Regions from separate parts of the Zea mays genome. Here all the other regions are linked to region 3. A link is a contact called in public Hi-C data. All regions are on one chromosome and are shown on one strand. Each heading gives the region's core, a stretch centred on a gene start, on an enhancer-like site or on the middle of the called end of the contact. The rest is flanking DNA. Distances are from core to core; before and after follow the strand shown.

Region 1 (3,451 bases), core at 569-3,068, 210 kb after region 3:
CTTATTTAAGCTGGATTATATAATCTTTATGGTAAATGGCCTTAGCACGGTTAGGTCTCAAACTAACCAAATGATCGTATATGGAAACCGAAGATAGTTTCTAAGAATCTAGGACAAATAAGTAGCTTTAGAAAGATAAAAAAGGCTAAATAGCACAGCAGAACTTTTCTTTAGGAAAAAGGTAATTTCATTTTCATACTGGGCCTCATTCCATCAGCTAGCATGGTCTTTTTTGGGTTTGATTCCTTATGTTCATGTGTCGTTAATTCTTCACTGGGCCTCCCTTACGGAAAGCAAAAAATCAAAATTAGGATCTACTATGGGCCCATGTTCTGTTTTTGTTTTTGCCTGCTGCGTTCCAATCGTGACTGTTTTTTTAGTTTACTATGTCAAAGTTGACAGTATGCTAAACACTACAACAGTTACAGTTATTTTCGGCGGCTTTAGAGCATCTACAAGAAACTTTTCATTTTTTTCCTCTATTTGACTCTCTATTTGTCTTTTCATAAAATTACACTTTATATGTAACATCTCATTCCAACAGACTATCTATCTAATTTGGCTAGTCAGGTGGCTAGTCAAGTTTGGCTAGCTAGTGAGGAAGTTAATTTGGAGAATTGGATAGCTTAGCGAGTCAGATAGCTAGTCTGTTGGAGAGTTATTTTGTCGTTGAATAGCCAAAATTTGGCTTGACTAGCCATTTAGCTAGTTTGTTGGAGATGCTCTTAGGTCTAAACGGCAGTCTAGCTTTGCCAAAATGAAAGTAGCATATATAGTGTGTATTTGGATTTGAGCCATGTCAAAATGGGGCATATATAATGTGTGTTAGTAGATTTTATTTTCAATAAAACATAGTAAGCTCGTTGCCGTGGATGATGTTTATGCTCAGAATAAGAACGCTGCTGCTGTAGCCCGCTATTTAGTACAATGCTGTTATGTCAAAAGCAGATGTCCACTGCTATAATTTGTTAGAATATAATCTGAATTCTAACATGAGCCTTGCGGGGACGGCCAGAGAACTACGGTTTGAGGTTATGTCAATTAACGGAATTATTTTGTATTAAATTGTAGTCTGTCAGCTTTCTATATACATCTTGTTAGTCACACGGGAAGAGACACGACACATTGTATTCGTTGTCTTCTATCTATAAACTCTTAACAATCAACATACAATGAAGATTGCGGTTGGCGCTGTGGTTTTTCTCGTAAGGGTTTTCCACGTAAAATTATATGTCTTGTGTTTAATCCATATTTCTATTATTTATTAGCATGTGGTGTACCAGATCCAAACACGAGATTGCAAAAAATCTAGCGTTTCAAACGATATGCGTTTGAATTTACACTAGGAGCCTAAGATCACGTAGCACCAAATAAAGACTCCCATATATAAAGCACTAACATGTAGTATTTTGATTGTTTCTCATATCTTTCAGGGACAACACCCTCGCTATCATATAGGGAAATTAGGCTTAGGATAACCACACATAAAAATATAGAAAACTTAAATTGACTTGGTTACGATCTGATGGATCCATTACAAGCCAAAACTAGTCACTGACTCGGTTACAATCTCTAGATCTAATGGATTTAGTTCCAAACTTATCGTGTGCAGGATAAAGTAAGATTCACGAGTATACCTTGGCAGATTTATTTTAGAATTTATTGTTAAGTATGTGAGATGCATTGGTCACATCACATCGGTGAGGGGGACGACGAACAAAAAGCTTTGGCAACCCGGCCGGCCCACCACATGCACCGCATGCCTTCACCAAACCGCGTACTTGCTGATTTTTATTCAGGTCCGTACTGCTCGTAATGGGCTTTGATGACTTGGTTTCCTGACAAGACAGGATGAGTACGTACGCGTCGACGACGACCTTTTCAACTCTCAAGGAATGGCCTCGCCTCCAAGCTCCCTGCCGGCGGTTCCCGACCATGCATGCTCTCGTACTAACTCCGGCTGTGCGATCCATTGTTTCATGGGCACAGCAAGCACCAGCCGGGTCGTCCTCAACCTCCATGCAATGGTGATGGAGCTAACTGGCTATGGGCTATGGCTATACTGCACACTGCTAGCCTGCAAAAAAATGCATATATAGGCTGAAACCAACGTCTGCTACCGCCGCGCGCAAGAACCACTGGCGTCTATGGGTACGGTGTCGATCGATCGCGTGAAATTAAATAGAGATATTGCGTGCGTGCATGCTTTAAATCTGCTGGTGCTAGCTTGTTTCACGCTTGCGCTTCTATCTCCTATTCTCCTCTGAATGGGATCGATCGTTCGTTGAGGGAGGCCGCTAATAGCTGCAGGACATATGCAGGCAAATACTGAAGAATGTGCGAGCATCGTCGTCGTCTCCAGACCTAAGGATCAGATCATCGCTTTTGTACGTGTGCAGTCGTAATATTATATGAATTAACATAGACCATATGCAGTAGTATTTGCTGCTCATACGGGTCCAACTTATATTCTTATAAATAGTGCAGGAGTACTACGCACGTACTAGCTACCACTACCAGTAGTACCAACGTGTGTAGAACGAAGTACGACTGTTAGATCGTCCATATGTATATATGTGTACAAGTACGACGTACGGGCAAACTCTATTAATTCCACGGGGCCGTGCACGCGTACGTACGCTCGTCGCGTGCAGAACAGCACACTACTTAGCGTGAAACTTAATTACATATATTCTTCTGTATGTTGAGATAGATATGAGTTTCGATCGATGCAACTCGGCTGTATAACCATGCTCCATGGTGGAAACGTAGGGATGTAGAGAAGTGCACATAACACCGTATGGTCTAGTAGGTAAAATACATGATATATACATTAACAAACAACCCCTTCCCGGTTTCCCCTCAAACTCATCATATCTCAAACAAACACTGAAGTTGAGAGAGAAAATAATTGTGCTCTGTCTAGGTTTTCATGCATGCATAAAGCTATGATCTTCAGCAGATCTCATATCTCATCTCCTATCTTATATTCTATTTTAAACTTTGTTCTACAAACAATGTCATTTACAATTTTGTATCTTCTATTTTCCAAAGTCCACTGGACACAGTCTAAAGGAATGGGTAACATGATCATGCATCTGCAATCTAATGACGAAGGTCGCAACATCTGAAGGCACATGACGAAGGTCGCAACATGATCATGCATCTGCAATCTAATGTAAGAGGCATCCACGTCAATATGCTTGACAAGGTCACACTTTATAGGATCCGAAGTAATATTAGTGTCGGGTATCCTAATTAGGGGTACCCCCAACACTCATAAACACGACTGGTAACCACCATCAGCACAAGCTGCAGAGACTGATGGGCGCAATCCAGGTCAAGGCTTCGTCTACTCAAGGGACACGATCTCGCCTCGCTCGAGCCCAGCCTCGGGCGGGAACAGTGGTCTCATGCGAATTCACGCCTCGCCCGAGGGCCTCCTCAAGCA
Region 2 (3,266 bases), core at 560-3,059, 230 kb before region 3:
CATTAGGGTGATGTAGCTCGACTCTGAAGCGACAGTATTTTCTTCACTGGTCGCGTAAGAGATAGATAGGATCTCACAAATAGTGTACAGGAGACGAGGCCACGGTGAACCTTGATTCACGTGCCAGGCATCTCTCTTTTTATATATATACAGTGTGAAAGGATGTCGAGACCATTTGTTGCGCCTCCAATCAGGGCACGGAGTTAGAGTCTAGTTCAGTCCTTTGACCAAAGCGGATGAGATCAACCCAACATCCTAATCGAGAAACCATCAAGGTGTCTGCTCAGCGTCATAGTCTTAAATAGTTACATCAACCAGTCCTTGCCAAAGAAATCTACTCACTCGCAATAAAGAATCAGTCATGCAGATACATAAATCAAACTATGAACGGCGATTTTTTTTCTCGAAGCAAATAGGAAAAAATGAGTGAGTACTATTGCTAAATCAGAATTTATCATCAGAAAAATGATGCGTCAAAAGAAACAGACTGGGGAATATCTCTAAGGCTAGACGACCCTCCTAATTCTTTTTAAAACTGCGCGGGGCGCCCACTAAAGCACCTAATCGAACTACGCGTGGTTAGGTAGGATTAGTGGGGTCCCGCAGCACACAAATCGTCCAACCTACTGAAATAGGGAAAGGGTTTCAGATTTCATTGATTTAGAGTCACAGCAAAGAATAGGTCCAATCCTAGAATGGGCAAATTTAATTATTTGGGTCCCTATACATTGCCGCTCGCCAAAATACCCCACTAACATTGTCAATAGCTAAAATACACCACAGTACATCGGTTCCTCGCTAAATTACCCCATTTTCATTTGTTGTGAGTCCAGTTCTGCTATAGTGCATATTTTACCCCTGTTAAAAACACTTCCCGATTAAACACTATTTGTAGACAACATCACGTAAGCATCTTGCTTCCTGTAACACTAATTAGCCATGCTTCAGGCGCACAAGTAACACTTCCTCTAACACTAATTAGCCATGCTTCAGGCCTGAAGAAAAGGGCTGCAATTGGTTAGATCAGCAGCATAATTTTTTTAGCTTAAATCACCTTTGCTTCTCTAAGTGGGAACTTTGCTTGAACCAGGGAATTTAAGAATGGTCAAACAACTGCTGGCAGGTAGGCAATCCAGCACAAGCTAGCGATAAGTTATTTCTGGCCGAGATCGCAAACCATGCCTACAACCAATTTGTTGATCTGACATACGGGGCAAGATGCGTACGAGATGTTGCGAGCAAACGGTGTTTAACCGGAAGTGTTTAACAAGGGTAAAATAGGCACTACAACAGAACTAGACTCACAACAAATGACAGTGGGGTAATCTAGCAAGAATAAGTTGTATTGTGGGGTATTTTAGCTATTGACAATGTTAGTGGGGTATTTTGGCGAGTGGCAATATATAGGGACCCAAATAAGCAAATCTGGCCCTAGAATAAACCCTAGAACAATCCGTACAGGCGAGTTTCAGTAGCTTACCAGCTAGAGAAGAAACTAGTCGTCAGGCAAGATCGTCGGCAGGGCCGTCACATTAACCCCAGGGGGGGAGGCGACGCAAATCACCAGCGCAGCGGCCCCGAGGCGCAACGAAAAGGGAGCGGGAGGTGGGGAGCACAGATAGATGACGACGGAGAGATAGAACGATGGGGTCTGCAACGAGAGAATGCGTCGGGATTAGAAGGACGGAATGCGACGCATTGGAGTGCACCGAGGAGGAAGAAGGGTTTGGGCTAAACCGCTGAAGTCCAAAGAGCAGATCGCCCGGGTGGAGGAGAGGTGGAGATAGACACAGGAGAAGAGAAACGGACGAGACTGCGAGAACTCGACTGAGAGCATCTCCAACCCATGCTTTAAAGTGGTGTTTTAAAATTAAACTAGTAATAGGTTCGTGACCATGCTTTACCACGAAAGTTAAAAAATTCTATAAAATATAGATACAAAACGATAAACATCATTATAATATATAAAATCCATGTTACAAATTTTATCAATATCGCACAAATTATTTTTAAAGAGTCAATATAGAATTTTTAATGATAGCCAAATATGTCGACAATTGTACACTAATCTAATGTTTTTTAGCGATGATAAGTCTCTGTTGTATGTTTGCAGGAATGATATATCGACACGAATTGTCTTTGTAACTTAACAGGTCAAGCATAAAGTTACTTTGAAGAATCTTTGCTTCCTACACACAAAGACATAAGAGAATAAAACATCAAATTTGTATTATATAATTGCAATGTATGTTTGAACATGAAACAAACGTACTCCACTCACCCTAACAAATTTCATTTGTCTATCATTCCCCCACATGACCATAGCTTGTAGAACGAGGTAGCTAGCATGAATCCTATAGAATAATGTTTAGCCAAACTATGTTATATATAATGGTTTTCATAGAAAAGATTTATGCCGCTGAGAAGGTGGTATGGCGATAAAATGGCATATATAATCCTCATGTGGACATGTATATACATATTGCCTAATTTTCGTGTATTATACATACATGTCTACATAAGGATTATATGTAGATATTATATATTACTACATTGTTGAATGGAACTGTTGGACACCAAAATAAGTGGACGGTCCAACCCTTGGGCCCGGACAGTCCGCCTGTCTCGAGATTAGATTAACTCGGATGTTTTATCCTTATCCCATGCGTGGTTATCTATCTAATCACGTGGGAGTTGTTGGCTATCTCTTAGGAAAAGGTTCAGACCTCCTCCCCTATAAATATAAAGGGGTACGGCCGATTGAGAACCCCCGAACACATTTCAATTGAACCAATTACTTTATTTACTTTTCCTATCCTAGGAGTAGATGTAGCGTAGTTCTAGTTGTAGCCTTCCGCATATCCACCTCCACCCCTATTCGACTCTACATCGTCTAGATCCGTCTTAGGTGGCCTGTCGATCCCAAAACGACCCTAGGATCTCACCCCTCCCGGGGGGCAAGATCTAATTATCCATCCAAGACCTCTTCCCCGAATTGATCTCTTAATTCTTAGGCGACTCCACGTCGTCTAGGGACGCCCCGGGTGACCTGTCGACCCAGAGCACCTTAAGATCTTCTCCCCTAGGGGACGAGATCTAGATTCCAGCAAGGAGGAGGAAGACGACCCTGTTGCTAGGTCGTGGACCGTCCGCGCCACCGCAGAGGACACCGCCAAACGGTACACCACCTAGTGATTGGCGCTGCCCAGATTGGCGCCAACATACTTTTTGGCGACTCTGCTGGGGACGAAAAATCGGATCTATCA
Region 3 (3,399 bases), core at 850-3,349:
TCCTCAGTTCCCTGCTTGGCCAGCACCTGGTGTGTCCAAATGAAAAAAAAAACAAGAATCGCATGAGCTACGCGACACGCAACGCAAGCAACGAACTCGAGCAGCACCTGATCTCACCTCGTGCTCGGCTATGTAGAATATAATGCTCTATTTTACATACTTCCTGTACGTACGTACCTTGAAAAAGGGAACCGTGCGTCGAAAAAGGCTCCCGGTCTGCACAGTGAGTGCTAGCAGTTGCACCGACAGAATATAATGCAGTGCTTTGACGTTTGTCTTCGGGCGCGGTCTCAGATCGCAACTCCGCTTCTTCTTCTTCTTCTTCTACCTCACCGCTGGGATGGGATGGCACGCGCATACGGACGGTGCTGGCGCGTGCAAGCTGCTTTGACGACGTTGCCATGGCAGTTTGGCAGCAGATTGAAGTTGGGAGGCCGTTTCGTTCCGTGGGCTGACAGGCCCTTCCGGCCCAGATTGAAGTTGGGAGGCCGACGGGCCACTCGACAACAAGCCCGTCTTTGGATTCCTGTATGTACGAGTACGACTCGGCATTGGAATATTGCAGTAGCTCACGTCGGCGTGCGTCACCCACCACCACCGCTCACGCTCTGTCACTGAACGTCAGGAAAACATCAGCACGGCACGGCTGGGGAAAAAGCAGCAGCATCAGGCTGTCTCCAGCAACGTCCCCTAAATTCTATCCTCTAAAGAAATATTTTCTATTATTTACAGAACCCTCTAAAAAATTTCGTCCTCTATATCTTCGCCAACTCCAGCAACGTTCTCTAAATTCGGTACTCTATATCTAACAGAATTCATATACTTATTTTAATACTCATTTTTTTGATATTAATACAATTTGAACTTATGTGCGTAATGAAAAAATGAAGTTATTTATTTCTAGAAATTTTATAAAAATGAATTAGGAGCTAATTATAATAATTACATTTTGCAACCGACATTACTAATCGTTTTTCTCATAACGCCGTCTACGTACATATCTATATATGTATTGGACATAAACTGATAATACTAATCTAATAATCCCAATTAGCAAAAGTGCTGCTACTATTAGATTTACACGCAAAAAAAAAGACTAGAATTAATCGGCCAGCGGAGGTAGCAGAGGTAGCTACAGACGGATGACCACATTGAAGAGCGGGCCCAGGGCTGAGCAGACGGATAGCGTGCGTAGACTCCTCTACGTTTAGAGTTCGCCGTACGTTCTCTATATTTTAGAGTTCCATTTAGAGTTCCTTGTTGGACGGCGTAGAGAATGTTTCGTACTCTAAATTTAGAGTACAGAACCATTTAGCGTGTATTGCTGGAGGCAGTTGACGTGCGGCCGCTGCCTTGTCAATCGGTAACAAAAACAAAAAAACAGTAAAATTCATTTCCTGCGGACCTCTGCAAACGGATCTGGCAGCACTCCACCATGCGTCCAATCAGCCCCCATGCCTTAACACTCCACCACAGGACAGGGCACATTAACCCCGGTCACGTTGCGCTTGCACACGGGACAGCGTGGCGTGGCGTGCGTGCTGTCAGCCGCGATAACTAGCCCCGGTGCTGTGATGGCATGGCAGTCAGGCTAGGCCAGCTCGAGGCGCCGGTGTCAACCTGACAAAAAACCGTGGCCCGGTCGGCGCCCCGCGTCTGGTACCGCACACGTCCTGATTCCCCTGGCATTTGCAAATCTAAACCGCAAAAAGGGGGCAGGAACCTCCTGCATCTTTTTTACACTACATACATGTACTACGCTCGAATAAATAAAATCGTGGAGCATTCGATCAGATATTCAAAATTAAATAGCAAAATACTTTGTTCTTCATGAATCTCCTCTGGTCACCATTTCTTCACACGGGGTCGTGGTTTCCTTGCCACGGCCCTACCGCCAACCCGACAGATCGTCACCGCTGCTGTCCATGTCATGCGCGGCCGGTCCCAACCACAATAACCACACGGCAAAACAAACCACCCTTCCAGTTCTGAAGTAACCTCCCCATCCGCCGCCAGGGAGCCCCCCCATGGGTGGCGGCTTGCAGAGCGCAGAAGCAGCCCGCAGCAGGCACTCAGGCAGCCGGGCGCTAGGCCTGCTCCCCGCCTCGCCGGCTCGTGCCCACTGCCCATTTCCGACTGCGGCGCTGCCCCCGCGCGCGCAACAGCCTCCGCTGTGCGCGTGTTGGGTTGTTGGCAACTGGCAAGCAACGTCAGTCCAGGAGAACGGCCGTGATCTGCACCACCGACTGCCACCGTCCCGGTGGTGCCTGTGCCTCCCTCCTCCGGTTGTTGCATGCGTACTGGACCAGAACATTCTGAGCCCGTCCTATCCTGTCCCACGCCTCAAACGGACACGGAGGAGGTCTACTACTTGCTCCTTGTATTGTATATTCAAGTTCCTCTACAAAAGGATACACTGTAAATAGCTCCTGAGAACCGCCCCGTGTACCGTAGGTGCGCATGGTGTGCCACCGGCCGCTAGCTTGTCCGGCCATCACGTCATGCAAAAACAAAGCGCTCGTAACTACAGATCGTTCGCACTGTTCTTTCGATCCCCACCTGTGCGCACCACAAAGGCAGCACTTGCCAAACGGTGCTGCCCTCCTAATAACATTTGCTCATTTACTTCACCCAGCGCCATCAGGAAGGGGCCGCGTCCGACGGCCGGGGTATGTTCATGGGGATCAGTGTCACCGCATGCACCTAAACCGCTTGTCCTCTCTGCCATCCAACGACCGCACCATCAGGGAGTAAGTGGCCATCACCGGCGGCGGCGGCGGCGGCTGACCTCTTTCGCGCGGAGCGGAGGCCGGGAGCTACCTTCTATGTATACCCCTATTATATATAACCAATCAGTTAAAATATCACTAAGTATACACAACAAATTACCACTAACTAAATCCCACCATTAAAACCAACACTCCAGACCGCTTCATTCGCTTCATCCCTCTTAATACATCGTATCCAACGTCACTGTTTTTTTTGTCATCCCTCACCCGCCTCTAGCCTCCCTAGCCTCACCAACGTTCCAGCCCCCGCGATTAACCTCACACACAATCAACGCCGCCAACCCCCCACCCTGTGATCTCCGTCAACGGCATTAATACTAGTAGCTGCATTGTAGCTTCGCGGCCTGAGACGAGCCTACACCAGATCCACAATGTGTGTCCAGGGTAGCGACACAGGGGAGCTCCGTGGCCCGTGTGGAGCCGGCATGAGCCCCACAACCGCGACATGGTGTCGGGTGGCCAAGCGGGAGTAGACGAGCCGAGTGGCCTACTAGGGTACCTGTGGCGCAACAGCTAGCGTGGCTCGCCTGCTGCGCTCCCCCGATCATCCATCTTCAAGCGCGATGGATAGCGAGAGGCTGTTGATCTGTGATGGAGCGGCCCAGCATCA

Evidence for each region. A called contact is a pair of places that touch in the nucleus more often than the background predicts.
Region 1: a contact with region 3 is called in a Hi-C map of tassel, with 2.2 times the contacts expected there. The contact joins two enhancer-like sites. A contact is called at or near these places in 4 of 25 Hi-C or Micro-C datasets (bundle sheath, endosperm, leaf and 1 more).
Region 2: a Hi-C map of ear shows a contact between it and region 3, with 2.4 times the contacts expected there. The contact joins the promoter of LOC100304227 here to the enhancer-like site in region 3. A contact is called at or near these places in 3 of 25 Hi-C or Micro-C datasets (ear, leaf and tassel).

Annotation. Positions count from the first base shown.
Region 1 is chr2:186,309,648-186,313,098 of Zm-B73-REFERENCE-NAM-5.0, forward strand. No RefSeq gene overlaps it. Among protein-coding and RNA genes, the nearest start is that of LOC103647429, 44 kb to the left of the region's middle. Within about 2 kb of position 1,819, at least 11 of the 20 cell types and tissues checked have an H3K27ac peak or open chromatin away from gene starts, as enhancers often do. A contact at or near this core is called in tassel, where this site is marked.
Region 2 is chr2:185,870,559-185,873,824 of Zm-B73-REFERENCE-NAM-5.0, forward strand. It overlaps LOC100304227, which reads right to left and starts at 1,810. Exons shown (of 11, transcript NM_001165673.1): 1 at 1,481-1,810.
Region 3 is chr2:186,101,637-186,105,035 of Zm-B73-REFERENCE-NAM-5.0, forward strand. No RefSeq gene overlaps it. Among protein-coding and RNA genes, the nearest start is that of LOC103647427, 16 kb to the left of the region's middle. Within about 2 kb of position 2,100, at least 19 of the 20 cell types and tissues checked have an H3K27ac peak or open chromatin away from gene starts, as enhancers often do. A contact at or near this core is called in ear, leaf and tassel, where this site is marked.